Linked DNA regions of Mus musculus: region 2 is linked to region 1. The links are chromatin contacts, called in public Hi-C maps. All regions are on one chromosome and are shown on one strand. Each heading gives the region's core, a stretch centred on a gene start, on an enhancer-like site or on the middle of the called end of the contact. The rest is flanking DNA. Distances are from core to core; before and after follow the strand shown.

What was found. Hi-C and Micro-C count contacts between places; a contact is called where the count stands out from the background.
Region 2: a contact with region 1 is called in a Hi-C map of B cells, with 2.1 times the contacts expected there. The contact joins the enhancer-like site here to the promoter of Samsn1 in region 1. A contact is called at or near these places in 2 of 484 Hi-C or Micro-C datasets (both in B cells) and 2 of 115 datasets of contacts at active chromatin or transcription factors (the 230-238 cell line and bone marrow-derived dendritic cells).

Annotation. Positions count from the first base shown.
Region 1 is chr16:75,906,665-75,911,152 of GRCm38.p6, reverse strand. It overlaps Samsn1 (SAM domain, SH3 domain and nuclear localization signals, 1), which reads left to right and starts at 1,887. Exons shown (of 8, transcript NM_023380.2): 1 at 1,887-2,023. The coding sequence starts at 1,967.
Region 2 is chr16:76,052,370-76,056,457 of GRCm38.p6, reverse strand. No RefSeq gene overlaps it. Among named protein-coding and RNA genes, the nearest start is that of Gm15555, 54 kb to the right of the region's middle. Within about 2 kb of position 2,762, at least 54 of the 459 cell types and tissues checked have an H3K27ac peak or open chromatin away from gene starts, as enhancers often do. A contact at or near this core is called in the 230-238 cell line and B cells, where this site is marked.

The DNA.
Region 1 (4,488 bases), core at 638-3,137:
CACACACAAAATGTTAGTACCAGCAATTTGAATATTCACTGTTTTAGTTGTCATTATAAAAATGTAAACTATAAAAAATTCTCCAAATATAACTTTGATATTTAATATTCATTCATTATCTACAGATAATTTTTGGTGTAAACTATTCTGAAGTGATGGTGCATAAGGGCGGCCCATATTGGCATTAGCTTTGATTCTCAGTGAAACGATCATTTAGGAACTATCACCATTATCCTCCTCACTGAACTGATCAAATTCCACTCCTGAATTAAACTCCCATCCGTTTCACAAAGAGATGGAAGAGTACAAGGAGCACTGATGTCTCAGATAAGAAAATATCTTTTCATGGCTCTTAATTTCTTAGGCGACGGAATAGTTTATTCCCTTGGGTTAACTGAGAACCACCCAGAAAATTTACAGAAAGTCACACTGCTAGGGAATTACCGAGCCTTAGGTTTTCAGGTTGTCTGGTGTTATTCCCCTGTCATTGTTCTGAAAATACTAACCTCTTACTTCTCAAAATTACCCTCCTGCCACTGCAGCTGTTTATTAACTCCAATCCTCTTAAGTGGTTTACCCAATTCTATTGTAGTGCATAAAATACCATTTTGTTCTTGCTAGTTAAGAGGTTTATTGCATAGAAATTGAGTACCCACTACGTTCAATAGCACAGAGTGGGTATTCAATTTAGTATTTAAGCGAATTAGTGAATTTCAGCTGGGACTCCAGGACGAAGGCAGAGAGGTGGGAGGGACAACTGAGAAAAGAGGGCCAGAGCATGATTCTTAGAGAAGCACTTCCTAAAAATATGGTGCTACTGTTTTTAATCTGAGGAGTTTATGAGCAGAAAGTACAAGTTTTCTTGAAGCAGGCCATTTAACCAGAGCCTGCATTTGAAACAATCTGCACAAGCTCATCTGATAAGGGCTTCATTTTTCAAGGAAGTCTGAGCAACCTTCTCTTTTATCTGGATCTCTGGATCTGGCTTTCAGCAAAACCTTTAAGACATATTGGGGCTATTCCAGGCCCACTTAGTAGACACTGGATGCCTTGTCTGGAGAGAGGACTGAGCAGTCGGTAGCATCACCCACCAACCAGGCATTACCAGGGTACAGAGTACGTATACTATGTAGCAGGAAGTGGTTCTTTTATTAATCAGGGGGTTTTAACAATGATATGCTTGCTTTTTCAATGTCACCAATGCCCACTCATCAATATCTGGAGCTAGAATCCTATTACAGTTAGGTACTTTTAATCTATACCCTATTACGGTAGCTTTAGGGAGGATTAATATTATTTAACTTCAAATTGATCGTCATGTAGAAATATACAATTATGTATTGAGAAAGATACAGACATATGTCACATTTAAAAAGTGGGCAATGAAATTGAAAGGTAGGTTCCCTGGAAAATTTGGAAGGAGAAAAATGAAAAGGTGGAAATGATGTAAGTGTATTATATAACCTCAAATAATAAAATATTATAAAAATATAAAATGGAATTCTTTAAATAGTCTCAAACTTTTAAAAATCCACAATATTCTGTTTGATTTCATTTAAAAGGTTCAGATATTTTCCTCTTGTGCCATCTTTTTTAATGTGTTAAATTCTTTTACATAAACTGAGAAAATAAGTTTTGTTTTCCAAACCATTACACCCTTAGTAATTACCGTAGCCATGTCAAAGGTGTGAGCTAAGAATTATATCATAGAATACAGCACCGAGAATACAGTACAGAGTTACCAAATAATTACGGTAAGGAAGGAAAGGAAAAAAAAAAAAAAAAAAAAAAGAAACCTTCAACCAAGCAGACACTGAAGTCACATCCTGACCAGAGGAGGAAGTGTCACATCAGACACTTCCTCAGTGCTATCAGATGCTGGGTATCACGGAGAGCACCCGTGCCTGCTCTCAGTTGTCTCTGTAACAGCAGCAACTGTGCTCACTAGAGGTGGCCAGAATTCAAAATGCTAAAGAGGAAGCCATCCAATGCCTCAGACAAGGAGAAACACCAAAAACCGAAGGTAAGTTTATTTTCTTACAGAGTAAAACTAACCAAATACTGTACTAGAAAGCAACACTTACTTGCAAATGTATAACACAGACACACCAGACACACACACACACACACACACACACACACACACATACCATTTACACATACGCACATATACGTGTATACACACACATACACAAACTCATTCAAGCACACAACACATTCAAACAAACCACACAGTGACATACATCTCTCTCTCTCTCTCTCTCTCTCTCTCTCTCTCTCTCTCACACACACACACACACACACACACACACACACACACACACACACAAGCATACATGCACACTCACAGCCTACATCATCACCCTACTACTTACATGACATTTTATCTGTCACTTCTAAATTAATTTAAGTAGAGGACTAAGTGCATCAAAATACATATGGAAGAATTTGCATACTGATGAGCAATTATGGTCTTCACAATTGTGTATTAGATTCAACCCTTTATGTTGTTAGCTAAGATTGGGTTAGGATAATTTTATGGAACTCTGTTTGGTGGCCTCCACTTAACCATTAATATCATGAATTCTCTGCCTATTTTTCATTCCTTGGTTGTTCAATATCTTACCAGTGTTCTGAAGGAATTATTTTATCTGTTAAATTGTAGATATTTAAAATACATAACAGTAAGAAGACTAAAATGGAGAAATTTTAGGTTAGTTTTTTAAAATTCTTTTTGTAATTTGAATGTTCAGCTATGATATCTTGTAGTAGACATGCATTTTCACATTGTCATTAGAGAGAATTGTGCCCTATTTTGAGAAGACACAAAATTTATAAATTAGTAAATTTGATAAGCCAGTCTTATGTAGTATGTTCTTTTATTCTTTCTCTTGATAACAATTGGCATTAAAAATAATATAGGAAAAGCCAAGTTTACATTCTTATAGAACTTTAAACGTCATTTACTAGTAACATTAATTTCTTTAGTATGAAGTTGTGATGTCAGAAAATTTCTGTCCTGTTTATACATTCCTAACGTTTCTCAAATAAATTCAATCTTTTTGTTGGTGAGATAAATACTAGTGGATTCTTTGTTTTTAAGGAGTTTACACTTTGTCATCAGCTTTTATTTCTCATTGGGAGAGAGACAGTTTGGGGACTGATTTTCCTTCTGAACTGAGTAGGCACAGGACAGTCTTCAACGGTTTAAAACCTTTGGCAAAAGATCTGAAGTAAACTGAGAATTCATTATTTCCAAGTACAGGAAACTAAAACTAGATGATTTTCAACATTATTGTTTCTAATGCAAAAAAAGTCAACAAAGGTTAAACAAGCATCTTAGAAACACATAGTACAAAAATATATTGCACTTTCTGTTTTTTCATTACTAAAATAAAAATTCACAGCAACACATCCCAAAATATCCAAGAAAGGTTTTTCAAAGAATCATTTTTTATTTCTTCATATGATTATATTTGTTGTGAGCTGAGCTCTATCTCAAGTCTCATATGATTGTTTTTTATGTAAAATAGCACTGATTAAATAAAAATATTCAGTTGATCATATTTTGGGAATATTACAAAAATTGATAAAAAGTGGCTTACCTCAAAATTTTTCAAAAATGACACTTGACTATTTCATAAGGACTGTATTGCACATTATATTGTCAGTATATCATTTCACTAAACTGTTTTCAAAATGATCTTTCATTATTGGCAATGGTCTTAATCACAGTAATTACTAGAGTAGATGTGAACTATTGGTCATCTTATTGATGTTTGCATATATAAAATAAAAACACACTCAATGCACCTGAGAAAAAAAATATATCACAAGAAATAGTCACACTGAAGACATATATGGATTTAATTTTTTTGCTGTGACACTAATAGCCCTCCAATTGCTATAATTATGTCTTAGAAACAATTCTTACAAATTCATAGTTTTCAATAGAAAACTTTTGCATATTTCATAAATAAAACATATAATCCATAGGACATGGTAAGAGCACATGATATTCTGATCCTTACACAGATGGCTATTTGAAGGGGTACAAGCTCCCCCACCTATAAGAAGGGAGTGTGACATCTGTCTAGAAAGACACAATAGGGCTAGCAAGCAACTGTCCTGAAATACAGGATGTAACTGTTTATACTGATTATCTATCAGATGATCGTTTCCATATCCTGACCCTGTGCTGTGTGCTCACAAGTATGGAGGGGATTTCCTTGGTTTTATTGTGACTCACCATATGCTACATTTTAAAACTATAAATTAAGGGTTTTGGATAAAGCTGCATGGTCTAGCATCTCTTCTGTCCATAGGTTTAATCCTCTCACACCACACGCAGGAGAAATCTATTATATCTGATATTACCTTAAATAAAAGCTAATGAACTTTTTGTTTAAATAGAACACCCATGGGTACTAAATTATATGGGAGTAAGAAGTTCTTGGATCCTATTAAATAGAAAGATGACTATACATA
Region 2 (4,088 bases), core at 1,513-4,012, 140 kb before region 1:
ATGACAAATTGGTACGGGCTTATTATTTATATTTCTAATTTGCGCCTTATGTAAGCCTGCCTCCCACAGAGCCAGGAGACGCTTGTTAAAAATGCCCACAGGTCTGCCGGGTCAGCCTCCTCTGGCGCTTGTGTCTTTAACAAGCTGAACCAAGTGGGTCTCAGGTCCAGCCTCATTTGAAGGCCACCGAGAGACGCTAAAAACGGTAAAGCCAAGCCCAAGTGTTGTGCATCGAAGTGTAAACAAAGAAGACAAACCCACTGGAAGAATTCAGAACCACAAATTAAGAAACTCTTAGGTACCAGCCAGGAGGGGATGCAGGCTGTAGAGCTCCATGCTGGGCTTTCAACAGATTGCTTCGGGCTCCTTTACATGCAAATGTATTTTCCTACCGAAGAGATGACTCTAAATAATTCAGTTTATTTAAAACAATCTAAAATGATTCTTTTTCTCTGTCTCGGCTGGAGCTTTGAAGCTCAAATTTGTTAGTTATTTTCTTTTTTTTTATGTGGATGTGCCTAGGTGTATGTGTCTATGCTGTGTGCAGTAAAGCGCCCATGGAAGTCAGAAAAGAGTATTGGATCCCCTGGGATCGGAGTTACACACAGTTCTGGGCCATCACGTGGGCGCCGAGAATCTAACATAGATCCTCTGCGAGAGCAGCTAAGTGCTCCTTGCTCGGTCCTCTTTCCACCCCAATCTTAGATTTCTTGACAGAATAATGTTTTGCCTTGCAGTCCCACTTTGCTTTGCCTCCAATCTTTTCCTTGTTCGCTCTTTCACAGACCGATGGCCTCCTGGTCTTTCCTCTGCCATAGCTGTCTAATCCACTCTAATAACACAGCTATAAGAAAGACACTAAGCTGATAGCAAAGGCTGGGTTTGCAGGGGGCCTAGAATTCTCAAGCATCCCATGACTTGGAGCAAATTCCTAAGTCTGCTTCAGTGTGTGATTTGTAAGGGTAAAGGGTGAGCCAGTAGCATCTCTGATATGTTTACTGGGTTCCCTGTGAGTTGACTCCACAGTGCGGGCTGTGCTAGCCACTGAGGCAGCATGAAGCAGAGAGCTGGGTAAGTAGCTCCCACACACGGTGGGGAGAAGCCTAGCAGTTCTGGTTAGCACTAGTGAGGAGACCAAGCCTTCAGGGGAGTCAGATCTGGGTCTCACTTGGTATGAGAGACAGGGAAATGGCTTTTAGACTCTCTTGTGCTCATTTCCCTCCTTTGGGGGATGGAGGCTGTCAAAATGCTCGCTGCATCCTGTTAGCACTTCTGAGGTAGGTGCGCAGATGTGTTTAAGTCACCTGGTGGGAATGGTTCATTGCTTTTTCTCACAGACCTCAAAGGAGTATCTTTTCCAGTGTTTCACTTCCCTTGCGGAGTTTAGTCAGCGTGTACATATATACTGCTCGCGATGGCTCAGGAACTGATCTAGAAGCTTCAATTTAATGCTAACACTACCCTCAGAGCAATCCCACACAGGGTTATCTATTTTCACCATTAGACACATGAGAAATCTAAAGCATGATACCTGCCTTGGATCACCACTACACAAGTTAGGGAGTCACTTCCAAAGAGTTACCCTCTGTTCTAGTAGTGGACAGACAGACTGAAGCACTCCAACCAGCTAACAGTGCTTTGTTTGTTTGTTTTTAATTTTTATTTACACCTATTGACTTTATATTCCACTCACTGCTCCTCGTCATCTCCTCCATCCCCCTCCACCCCCCACCCCCCCACTCCAGGATACCTCTCTCTCTTCTCTCCTCAGAGCAGATGGGGACTTCCTGTGTATCTCCCCACCAGGGCACATCAAGTCTCTGCTAGGCTAGGCAACAGCGCTCCTTTTTTTTTTTTTTTTTTTTTTTTTTTTTTTTTTTTTGAGAGGCCCATTGGTCTTGCAAACAGCGCTCCTTTTGAGGGCTGTGCTACATTTTGCTCAGCCTAGGCTATGCTCATTTGGAAAACATCTAAAAGAAGCGCAAACCACACAGGTCCAGGTATTTTGTGCACACTCTAAAGACATCAGCAAGGCTCTGAGATATTTACACACAAGTTTAAGATTTTGTGGCCACCCCTCCCCGATGTACAAAAGGCAGGGGACAGTCAGGATTTTAAAGCTGGAACGCCTGTGCTCATCAGGGTCTTCTTCCTGACTTCTTCTCCTGTTGTGTTTCCCGTCACCATGGCAGCCCTCTCTTCCTCCAGCTCAGCTCAGCTGAAATTCACTGTGCCCCCAAGCCCTGCCAAGCCAGCCTTACCTGCTCATTCTCTTTGCTGCTTAGATCATTCTACATTTAACTTTACTGCTTTTTAAATCCCTTTACAAGGTCTTCCAGAGTGCCAATGTGATTTGTGGCAGAGATTAATCTTGTTAAAGAAGTAAGAAGCCAGGTGCTGTTGCTTCTCAGCAATCATGAATTGTAACAATTCTGTTTTTTTTTTAATTATAGAGTATTCAAAATTACACAGGATAGGCTAAGAATAACTATGGGGTGGACTATACGTACAACTTAGTACATTAAAGGCGGTTATTTTCACATAAACGGACTGGTAGGTATTTCTCATATTAATTCTTGATTTTTTTTTTTTTTTGCCTTATGAGTAAATGGTTATATTTAGTCCTCTAGACCTAAAATAAAAAGAGTTATATTTAGGGTTAGTTTCGATGGTTAAATTTTTCTAGTGCCCAAATTCCGCTGAACTCTTCAGATAGCATGCGATTCCGCCTTGGGACATCAGTTCCTCATTTCAAGTTCCTTTTGCAGTGAGGAGACAAGTCTCAGCTCTGCTTGTGTCAGGCCTCAGAGCAGACTTTAAGCACCATCCCTATTTCTACCCAACCCTACTTTCCCAGCAATTCACTTCCAGCGATGTGCTGCGCCAAATGCCTGCTATTAATTAATGATTGCCCTGGGCATGATTTTTACTGATTGAAAGATGGCTGTGAAACTTCCTGTGACTACTTTAGTTTCTCCTTGCTCAGCTAACTCTGTTTTTTTCACCAAACTTTGAAAACCAACCTTCTCCCTCTAGACCGGTACGTCCAGGTGCTATAGCAAACAAGAAAAACATTCCCAAATGCATGTTATCATGGTGTTGGGTGGAGGCAGAGCAGACTTCCTAGAAAAAGGAACTTCTCCGTTGAATTTTGCAAGAGTCAATGCAGTTGGATAATGTATGAAGCTGGAGAGGCCAGCATGCTCTAAAGAAAGAGACAGCGTGTGTACAAACATGGAAGGATGGGAGACTTAGTGCATCTCAGAAAGCAAAGGGAGGTAGGAATTCAGGAGGAAGGTGTGGTGGGATGCCATAAAACATCTTTGGGGTCAGTCATGAAAATCTTAGACTCCTGGATAAGCTCTTCTGCCTCTGCCCTCGAGGTATTTTCCTAAAAAGACACAATCTGATATGAACGCCTTGTTTTCTAAAAGAATACTAAATACACGTGTGCAGGAATACTTCCGATTGACTTCAGAAAGCTTTCAAGTCTCAAGTTTCAGGTCTGTAATTTCGAAAACAAACAAACAGTGGATTCTGTCAGAGAATGCCTTATCTAGGTCCTTTAGCTCTGGAAGGTGTTTGTTGATGGTCAGGAGAGCAGAGTAGGTGGTGAGCCTGGGGTGCAGCTGTGAAGAAGGCCACCTGACAGTGAGGTGAGGGTGAGGGTGTCAGGTTTCTGAATTGGAAGCATTAAAACAATTCAGTGGATATGGTAGGCAAAGGAAGCATGGGATAGATGTGCCATATTAACAAACTGAGGTTTCAGAGAGCAAATTCGGGTGTGTCAAAAGCAACAATCAGATCAGTAATGTGTCTTACATTTATTTATCTTAGATTCTTGACTCTGCTTAGTTGGATGTATCACAGATAGTTAAGCCAAGACTGTAGCCTCACCATTGTGTACAGTTAGCGATAAACAACCCAATCAACTGGAACGGCTTTAATGATTACCTCATAATTAAGTTTACTAATTCTCACTAATTGGAGACGTTCCCCTATTACATATGTCATACATTATTACCTTCCTATCCGTTTCCTTCCCGTGTGGTCCACATTTTAAGGTGCCGATTTGGAGGAAATTTTAG